Linked DNA regions of Mus musculus: region 2 is linked to region 1. Evidence: chromatin contacts called from public promoter capture Hi-C data. All regions are on one chromosome and are shown on one strand. The core of a region is the stretch at or near the end of the contact, and the rest is flanking DNA. Distances in the headings are between cores, read along the strand shown. Region 1 holds the start of Zbtb8a (zinc finger and BTB domain containing 8a). Region 2 holds the start of Adgrb2 (adhesion G protein-coupled receptor B2).

Evidence for each region. Capture Hi-C pulls out chosen DNA fragments and counts their contacts.
Region 2: a promoter capture Hi-C map of adipose tissue shows a contact between it and region 1. The contact joins the promoter of Adgrb2 here to the promoter of Zbtb8a in region 1. A contact is called at or near these places in 2 of 39 promoter capture datasets (liver and pre-B cells) and 1 of 9 other capture datasets (adipose tissue).

What each region holds. Positions count from the first base shown.
Region 1 is chr4:129,376,338-129,380,546 of GRCm38.p6, reverse strand. Zbtb8a (zinc finger and BTB domain containing 8a) reads left to right here and starts at 2,519. Exons shown (of 5, transcript NM_028603.4): 1 at 2,519-2,807.
Region 2 is chr4:129,982,562-129,986,770 of GRCm38.p6, reverse strand. It overlaps Adgrb2 (adhesion G protein-coupled receptor B2), which reads right to left and starts at 1,901. Exons shown (of 30, transcript NM_001290715.2): 1 at 1,464-1,901.

The DNA of each region.
Region 1 (4,209 bases), core at 1,270-3,769:
CTTGGGTGGTTGAAACACCAGGATAGGCTGAACTCAGAAGTTCCAAGACAGCAGGAAGAGGCGGGTAAAACCCTGTTCCAAAAACAAACCTTAGCTGGGCATGTTGGTGCACGCCTTTAATCCCAGCACTTGGGAGGCAGAGGCAGGTGGATTTCTGAGTTCAAGGCCAGGCTGGTCTACAAAGTGAGTTCCAGGACAGCCAGGGCTACACAGAGAAACTCTGTCTCGAAAAAAACCAAAACCAGCCAACCAACCAATCAAACAACAACAACAACAACAAAAAACCCCAAACCTTTTCCCCCCCAAACTGTTGAGATTTACTACTGTGTATGATTCGGTGGGGTATAGGAGAGCACAGTGGAAGCCCTCAGGAGTACAGGGCCTGCCACTTGTCCAGGGGACCACAAGTGAGGATACATTTGACCCTACAGCCAACAGGGATAAGGCACTTCTCAGCTACCACGTCTTCAAATTCATCAGCATTACATTTGGGGAAGCTCCACTTCCTTGAGATATGGATCTTCTGGTGGCCAGGAACTTGAACTTGGCTCCCTGTAGAGCCTCAGTCACATGGCCCTTATCTGAAAGCTTGGCGTAGAGGGACAGGGTGACCTGGCCAAAGTAAACCCTGGCCACTGTGCCCAGGGGCTTCCCAAAGGCATCCTGCACACCTGTCCGGGGCCTAGGTTGGGAGCAGACAAGAATAGCTGCTAAAGAATTGTTTCCAACTTCCCTTTAGACAACTGTGTAGGCAAAAGGCTCCTGCACACCGGGCCTCCACCGGGAAAGGGATCCTCCTGGTTGGCTTAGTTGTTTTGAGCTTAATCCTGGCTGAAAGAGAACAGCACAGAGAGACCTGCCTGCTCTCTGTGTGTGTGTGTGTCCCCCAGACAGGGTCTCCTATGTAGCTCTGCCTGTCCTGGAACTATGTAGACCAGGGTGGTCTCGAACTCAGAGCCTCCTGAGTTCTGGCATTACATGCATGTGCCACAACACCTGGTGTCCTAATGATTTTCTTTCTTTTTTTAAAAAAAGATTTATTTATTATATGTAAGTACACTGTAGTTGTCTTCAGACACACTAGAAGAGGGCGTCAGATCTCATTATGGATGGTTGTGAGCCACCATGTGGTTGCTGGGATTCGAACTCGGGACCTTTGGAAGAGCAGTCAGTGCTCTTAACCGCTGAGCCATCTCACCAGCCCTGTCCTAGTGATTTTCAAATAAGCACTGGTCTACCTTTCCTTCCATTATCTCCCATTACCTCAAAAGTCCAGGAAACGAATCTTAATCACAGAGCACCCCTGGGGTAAACAGGTGTGACATTAAGAAACTGTTAGGTGTCAAACCTGGGACAAATAGCTGGGGTGCCTAGTTAACATGTCAAAGCTGACCTGGCCACCAGGTTCTCCCAGCATCCCTCAGTCCAATACCTGTTACAGGGTCCTCTAGGCTGGCATATCCGGCCCCCTAGCTTGAATCCTCCAGTCCAGGGGGCTGAGCTATTCTTCCCTATATAATCCAACCATTTTGGCTCCCTACCCTCTTTGTAATTTGGGTCTCCTGCTGTACTTGGTTCTGCTGCTCTCTCTCCTCCCTCCCCCACCCCACATCACAGGGCACAGCTCAGTTCACTCTGTACTCTCCCAGATGTTCCTGCCTCTGGCTGTGCTCTCCCACATATCTATAATAAACTTTCTCCTCCACTATACCTAGGACCAGGCATGTCCCTTTCCTTTTTATTTCTCCTTTTTTTTTTTTTTTCATTCAGAAATGACTGTATTGTATTCTCAGAGAGAATGATGTTCGAATACATAGTTACTTAGTGAGGAGATCGGAGAAATAGGACCCTGATGGGCTTGACTGAGGCTTGGGAGAGGAACGCCTCAAAATATTAAACGCATGCTTTGAGACTTTGAATCTTCTCCCCCATTCCGCATTACTTGACAATCAGCGTGAAGAAGTAGAAAACTAATTTAGTTTGTGGAATTTAAGCAGTATGAAAATTCAGCGGTTTACTATTTTAGGAAATGTATCACCTGATATTTGTGTGCCATAAATATTAGGGTCACGTCAGAAGAGAAACTTGATTTTACGACCAATTTTTATATTTGAAAACACGAAACACTGTTTTGTACTAGTTTTATATAAAGAATCACGGCCTCTTAATCTCAGCCCCTCCGGGCTTGCCTCTTCAAAGGGCTTGATGGGGACCTACAGAGGTTTCTAAAAGGCTATAACTGAAATTAAGTGCTTCGTCAAAGGGCGATTTTGTGGAACTCTCTCCCATTTTACGTCGCTAAACTTAAGTACAATAATGTCACATGTATACAGTATTTGTGGGCACGCCTAAGTCCCTCCCTCTCTCCTTGAACCAATATCTCCACATATTAGAAATCCAGCCCTTCTGCCCTCCGGAGGCGCCTTTCCCAACGTAAAGTACAATTTTAAAATTTAAGCTCCCGACTAAAAGAATGATCCCCAATCAACTGCTGGGGAACCTGGGCGCCCTAGTGCCTGCGGAGGGTGCAGTCGGGCGTGGGCACGGACAGGGGGAGTGGGCGAAGCTGCTGGTTGGTGCCTGAAATCTGTGCGTTGCCCCTTTAATTGTGTCCTCAGCCCTCGGGCGTTTCTGTCCAACGCCCACGTCAGCAAATACCTTTTGTTTCTCCCACGTTGGGGCTACTTGTTTTAGGGCGCAAAGCCTCGGCTTCGGAAAGGGGCTGCTTCCCCTACCCGGAACCGGGAATCGCTCCGCAGCGCGCGCGCGCGCGAGCGAGCGAGCGAGCGAGCGGCTAGAGCCCCGCGGTAAGTGGCTGCACGGGCGCGGGCGGGAGGAGGGCGGCCCGGGCGTCGGGGCTGCGGGCCGGGCCCAGAGCCTGGCGGAGGGCGGCGGAGCCGCCGGGGTGCGCCCCGGGACTGCAACCCCAGCCGGTGCGCCGGGCGACGCAGGGGGCACCCGGCGCCATTTGCAGCCGGGGGCGCAGAGCGGCGGCTCCGAGGGTCGGCGACGGCCACAAAGGAGACGCGGGCGGCGGCGGCGGCCCCGGGCGCGGCTGCGGGACAATGGCTGCACCGTCGCCGCCCGCGCCCGCCCCGCCGCCAGCCTTGGCCCGGCCCGGGGAAAGGCGGGAAGGCGCCCGAGCCTCCTGACGGCCGCGGCGGCGAGGCGGCGCCACGGGGCCGGGCGTGTCTGCAGACGTCGGGCGCGGGGCGCGGGGCGCTGCAGCCCGGCGGTCTCACTCCGCCCTCCACTCTCTGGTTTTCCATCACGACGCGACAGTTCTGGGCTTAGAACCGAGGGCAGAAATATGGAGCCCCAGCTGGCCCCGCGGCAGAATGTCCCTGGCATCTCCCACCTGGAGACACTGTCGGCTTTAGTCCCTTCGCGCTCTGGCGCGCTTACTCGCCCTTGACCGTGCGGTTATTCGTAATCCACGTCTTTGCGAGACGTGTTTGGAATAGGATTCACACCTAGCGGGCACCCAACCACACACGCCGCCAACACCTAGAAGTCTTTCTATTTGCAGAACTTTAGTAAATGGAGTGGTTTCACTTTGACGAAATATTGCACTTAATTTCTTATGAGACGGCTACGGGTTCCGGCTGTTTATTCTACCTAGCAAAGGGGAAAGGGGGAAAAATAAAACGCTAATGGTTAGGGAGTCTCATCCCTAGGCAGGGAGCTGAGACGTGGCAGCCCCCCAAGGCGCCCTGTTCTTGCAGCGTCCCGGAACAGTCTCCAAAGTACCAAAACCTTCGCTGATTTTATCACTTAAATCGCACTTTTATTTACCTATTTATTCTTTGTTTTAAAGCGGACTCAGGCTAGACTTGAAAATTTGATCTTACCTCCACCTCGGGAGGGCTGGGATGCACTAGGCAAATTTTTGGCACAATTATATACTTTTTAATATTCAAAGACGTTAATATAAGTTTTAAAACTCCTCTTTTAAAAAGCTATTTTATATATCTTTTTTTTGAAGGCACTGTTTCATGTACCCCAGGCTAGCCCTAAATCTTGGACCTCTGATTCTCTTGCAGCCCCTACCAAATGCTGGGATTACAGGCATAGATCACCACACCTGATATTATCCTGTACTTGAATTGAACCCATGCATGTCACATAGGCACTCTACCACTAAACCCAGCCCTCTCCAAACCTTAAATGGCTCCTTCACATCCTACTAAAAAAATAAAAAAATCCAAA
Region 2 (4,209 bases), core at 652-3,151, 610 kb before region 1:
TCTGCTCTGTCCCTGGGTCAGGTGGATTTGTTCACACCCTTCTCTATGCCCAAACCAGATAGAGTCCCTCTCTTGTAAGGCTGTAATGGGGGGAGGGGGGGCAGGAACTCCCTAGGGATACCTACTCAAGACCAAGAAGCAACCAGACCATTCTAAAAAGCAGGTTCAGTAGAGCTGTGCCTGGTACTCAAAGGGTTCCTGACTTGCTGTTGGGATGAGCCGTCCCTCGTCCCTTGTACACCATCCCTCCCCAAAGCACATAGTCTTACGACCAGGAGTGTTTGGGCACCTGGCCTCGCCCACCAACCTCATCTCCCCAGGGACTTCCCAGCGTCAGTCCCGCAGACACCTAGACACCTAACGAACGCTTGGGTTGCGGAAACCCAGGGTTGTCCGCGCGAGAAGGGGCGGTGGGTCTCGGGCTGCGGGCAGGGGGCGCCAGAGGACGCCCAGGGGCCGGGCAGGCAGCTGGCAAGGCGGGCAGGCGGGCGGCATCTCTCGGTCCGGGCGCCCCTCCCCCCGCGGGCAACAGACTGGTCGCCCGTTCTGCACTAGCCGTGGCGCGGAGGATTTCCCGCTGCTGTGCTCTCGGACCGAGCCGACTGCAGGAGTGGCCGCCAACTTCACAGCCTCCAGTCCCCCAAATCATGCCAGCCCCCGGGGGTGCAGGAGAGTGCGTCTGGTGCCTGGCTCTGAGACCGGTGGTGGGAGGATAAGGATGCGGGGGGAGGGAGGCGGGTGTCCGGCCAAAGACGAACGCGGGAGTCGGATGCGGGTTCGATGGAGATCACGGCCTGGGGAAAGGGGCTTGGAGGAGCAAGGGGGACACGGCCCCAATTCCAGGCTGAGGGGGAGGGGACTTGCATCAGAGATTGGAAAGGGAAGGCGGGACTCTGGGCAGATATGGGGGAAGGGGCACTCGGGGCAGAAATAGAGGGGAAGCATGGTCGCCGTGCAGGCGCGGGGGAGGGCACTAGCAGACACAGTTGGGGACCGAAACGACTCCGGGCAGAGTGGAGGAGAGGTCCAGAGTCCCGCGGCCAGACTAGGAGGGGAGATGGGGGAGGGGGGAGGACAGTCGAGCTGCAGGTTGGAGAGGGGGTTCAAATCAAGACCGGGGGCGCACTGCTGGGATCTTGGCCGAGACAGGGCAAGACTCGCGACAGCGGTGTGGCAGTCTGGGTCAAGATTCTAAAGGTGGGGGACTTTGACACAGACGGCAAGGGGTCGGTCCAGGCTGGGGGAGGGGGTAGCAAAGGGGTTCGCGGGAGACTAAGGGGGCTTCGGCCCGGGCCTCGGGAGTCCCTCTTAAGACGGGGGTTGGGTGAGCGCTGGACAGACTCTGTTCTGGCCGGAGGAGAATTAAGCAAGACCGGCTCACGGAGCACCCTGAGTGCGGGCACTCGGGACTGCGCGCGAGGGTTCAGTGCGGGGCCGGCCGGGGTCTGGGGCCGAGCACTCACCTGGGCGCCGTCAGCAGCAGGAGCGGGGGCCGGCGCTAGTGGAGGCGGCCGCGGGGCGCAAGTTTGCCATCCCTAAGGCGGGGGCCGGGCTGGGCGCAGGGCAGCTCGCCGCAGCCGCGCCGAGGCCCGAGGCTCCCGCTCCGCCGAGCGGCGGGTGCAGAGCAAGCACCGCGGAGCTGCACGGGGCGGGCGGGCGGGCGCCGGGCCGGGCGCGGGCTCCTGCCGCCGCCGCCGCCTCCTCGCCGCGCCGCCCCCCGCTCCCCGCCCCGAGCACCGCCCGCGCCGCGCGCCGCCTCCTATTCGCGGGTGGCGGCCGCAGCCCCAGCCTCTGATCGCCGGTGCCGCATCCTCCTCTCTGCCTCCCAGCGCCGCCGCTGCCACCGAACCGGATTCCTCCGGCCGCTCCGGCCGCTGCCCGCAGCGCGCGCCGGGCCGAGTGACGGCCGAGGCGGGACGCGGCGCCTGCGCGGGCCGGGCCCGGGAGGGGGCGCGCGCCGGGCCGGGCGCGAGGAGCCGCGGGAGAAGGGGCGGGGGGGCGGGGGCGACGCGCGCCGCCTCCTGTTAAAGGGGGAGCAGCGCCAGCCGAGCCAAGCGCGCCCTCCCCCTCCCCACCCTGGGCCCCAGGCGCCGGCGCGGGAGAAGCCCAGGGTAAGCCCCCACCCTGCCTGTGACCGCCTGGACTGCAGAGTGAGCCTCCCGGTGATACCCCTCCAGCGAAACCCCAGACTAGTGGCGTCTAGCGCAGCCAGGGTCTCCCGAGCTGTGGAGGCTAAAGCGTTTTCTCCCCCCTCCCCATTATGCAGTGCATATTGCATTGCGTGTCCCTGTGCATGCAGGTGACACTCGGTGCACTGAACTTTATATATGCATACAGGTGCCCTGCGTGTGCACTGCAATATTGCCTGGCTGGGTGCATGCAAATGCTGCACATATGCATTGACATGCGCTCAGGTCCTGAATGCATGCTGCTTTTTCCATGTGCCTTAAGAATTATATGTAGAAGCTCACAGGTGCCACATGTGTGTAGCATGCTATGGGTATAGAAGCAACACACATACCCCCGCAGCGTGGCATGTTTACTGCATATTCTGGTGTTCATCGCTGTGATATTGTATGTCCCTAGGCACGGGGATGCTACACGTGTGCAGTATGTTACATGTTTTCCCAAGTCTCTTCTCCCACAAGTGCCTTTCTCTGTGCCAGGGGCGCCCCCATGTTGCATCTGTTTGTGTAGAAGCCACAGAGATGCACAGACCCACCCCATCCTGGCACTGTGCCGAGGAACAGTTGGGTGGAGCCTAAGCCCACACGGCTCAGGCGGTACCCGGAGAGATGTCCATGGCTCAGGGCTCTGGTCAGGCTGTTTGTGGCCTGGGCATGTTGCCATCAGGAAGGTGGGCCGACTGGGGACACACCACAGCAGCCAAAACAAGTAGGTTAATCCGATGACTCTGGGCAGAGAAGCCAGCAGGGGGCAGCTTTGCAACGAGGGTGGAATGACTTTGGGACATACTTGGGAAGGTTCACACACGTGGAGGGACCAGTCCTGTAAGGACAAGGTGGTCCACGGCCCATTCATTGCTAACTTCCCCTCCCCCGCCCCCACCATAACTCGACTTTTGTCGCCTACAGGCTGTGGCAAGATGAGAAAAGCCCACCTCTTCCCAGAGGAGTTACCAAAAAGAGGCAGAGAACTTCTCCTGTCTCTTCCCTCTGTCCCTCCCCCCTAAAGCTGTCCTGGTGACATTTGTTGTGAGTGATTGGGAGAGATTATCGACTTTAATGGAAGGAGGTAATAAGGGACGATGAAGGAAGCTCACCTGTCACCTTAAGGGAATTTATGAAGCTGTGTGAAACAGGGAGGCGGTCTGGGCTTACACCTCCCCTTTTCCTGTGGGAGCCCTGAGAAGGCCAATGCCTTGGGCCTCGCACTGGCAGGCAGAGCTCCTGGATTCTTGATAAGCATCTTCAAACATACCCTGGCATAGTTAGAAGGCTCAACTACCAGTGTGAGAGTTGAGCCAGGCAGGCTTTGCCATCTGCAAGGCAATGACAGCCACCAGACGCAGTGGGAAATCCTGGGCTCCTTCTTTTCTTGCCTACTGTGAGAAGCAACAGAGTTGCGGAGTTGGGAGCTTTGAGGAGGTAGACAAAAGTGGGAAACGTGATTAGGACATGGACTGCTCTCACAAGGATGCAAAGACCAATCTCTGGAAGTCCCTGCAACATTTGCTCTCCAGAGCTCTAGCCCCTTCCTCTCCCTATAGGGAGCCTGCCTCCCTCTTTATGAATATTCATGATCATTTGCATGCTAGAGACCTAGCACCAAGAGAAAGGCAGGCAGGTCTCTTACAGATGTGATGCAGCTGGATCTCTAAAGCCACCCTCTTCCTTGGCTCTCAGAGATCCAGCTGGGTAAGGGGTGACGGGAGGGGCCGCCTCCGGGAGACAGGGAAGTTATTTATCTGTTTCTCTTAGTCCTGACTTCTTGACTTCCCGCCCTATGGAAATGGTGGGTGTTGAGGGACTCACCGGGCAGCCTTGGAAGGAGAAGCTAGGTAAACTGGGTAGAGGCAGCAGGAGTTGTCAGGGGTTGTACAGCTGTCTGGACTAGGACAGATGTTGGGAAGCCCCCCCCCATATGAGGGCTTCCCCCACCTGCTTTCCCAGGAGCCCCTGCCCTTCCAGACTCACTCTGGTGATAATGCCACCCGCCTGCCTGCCTGCCTGCTTGCTTGCCCGCCCA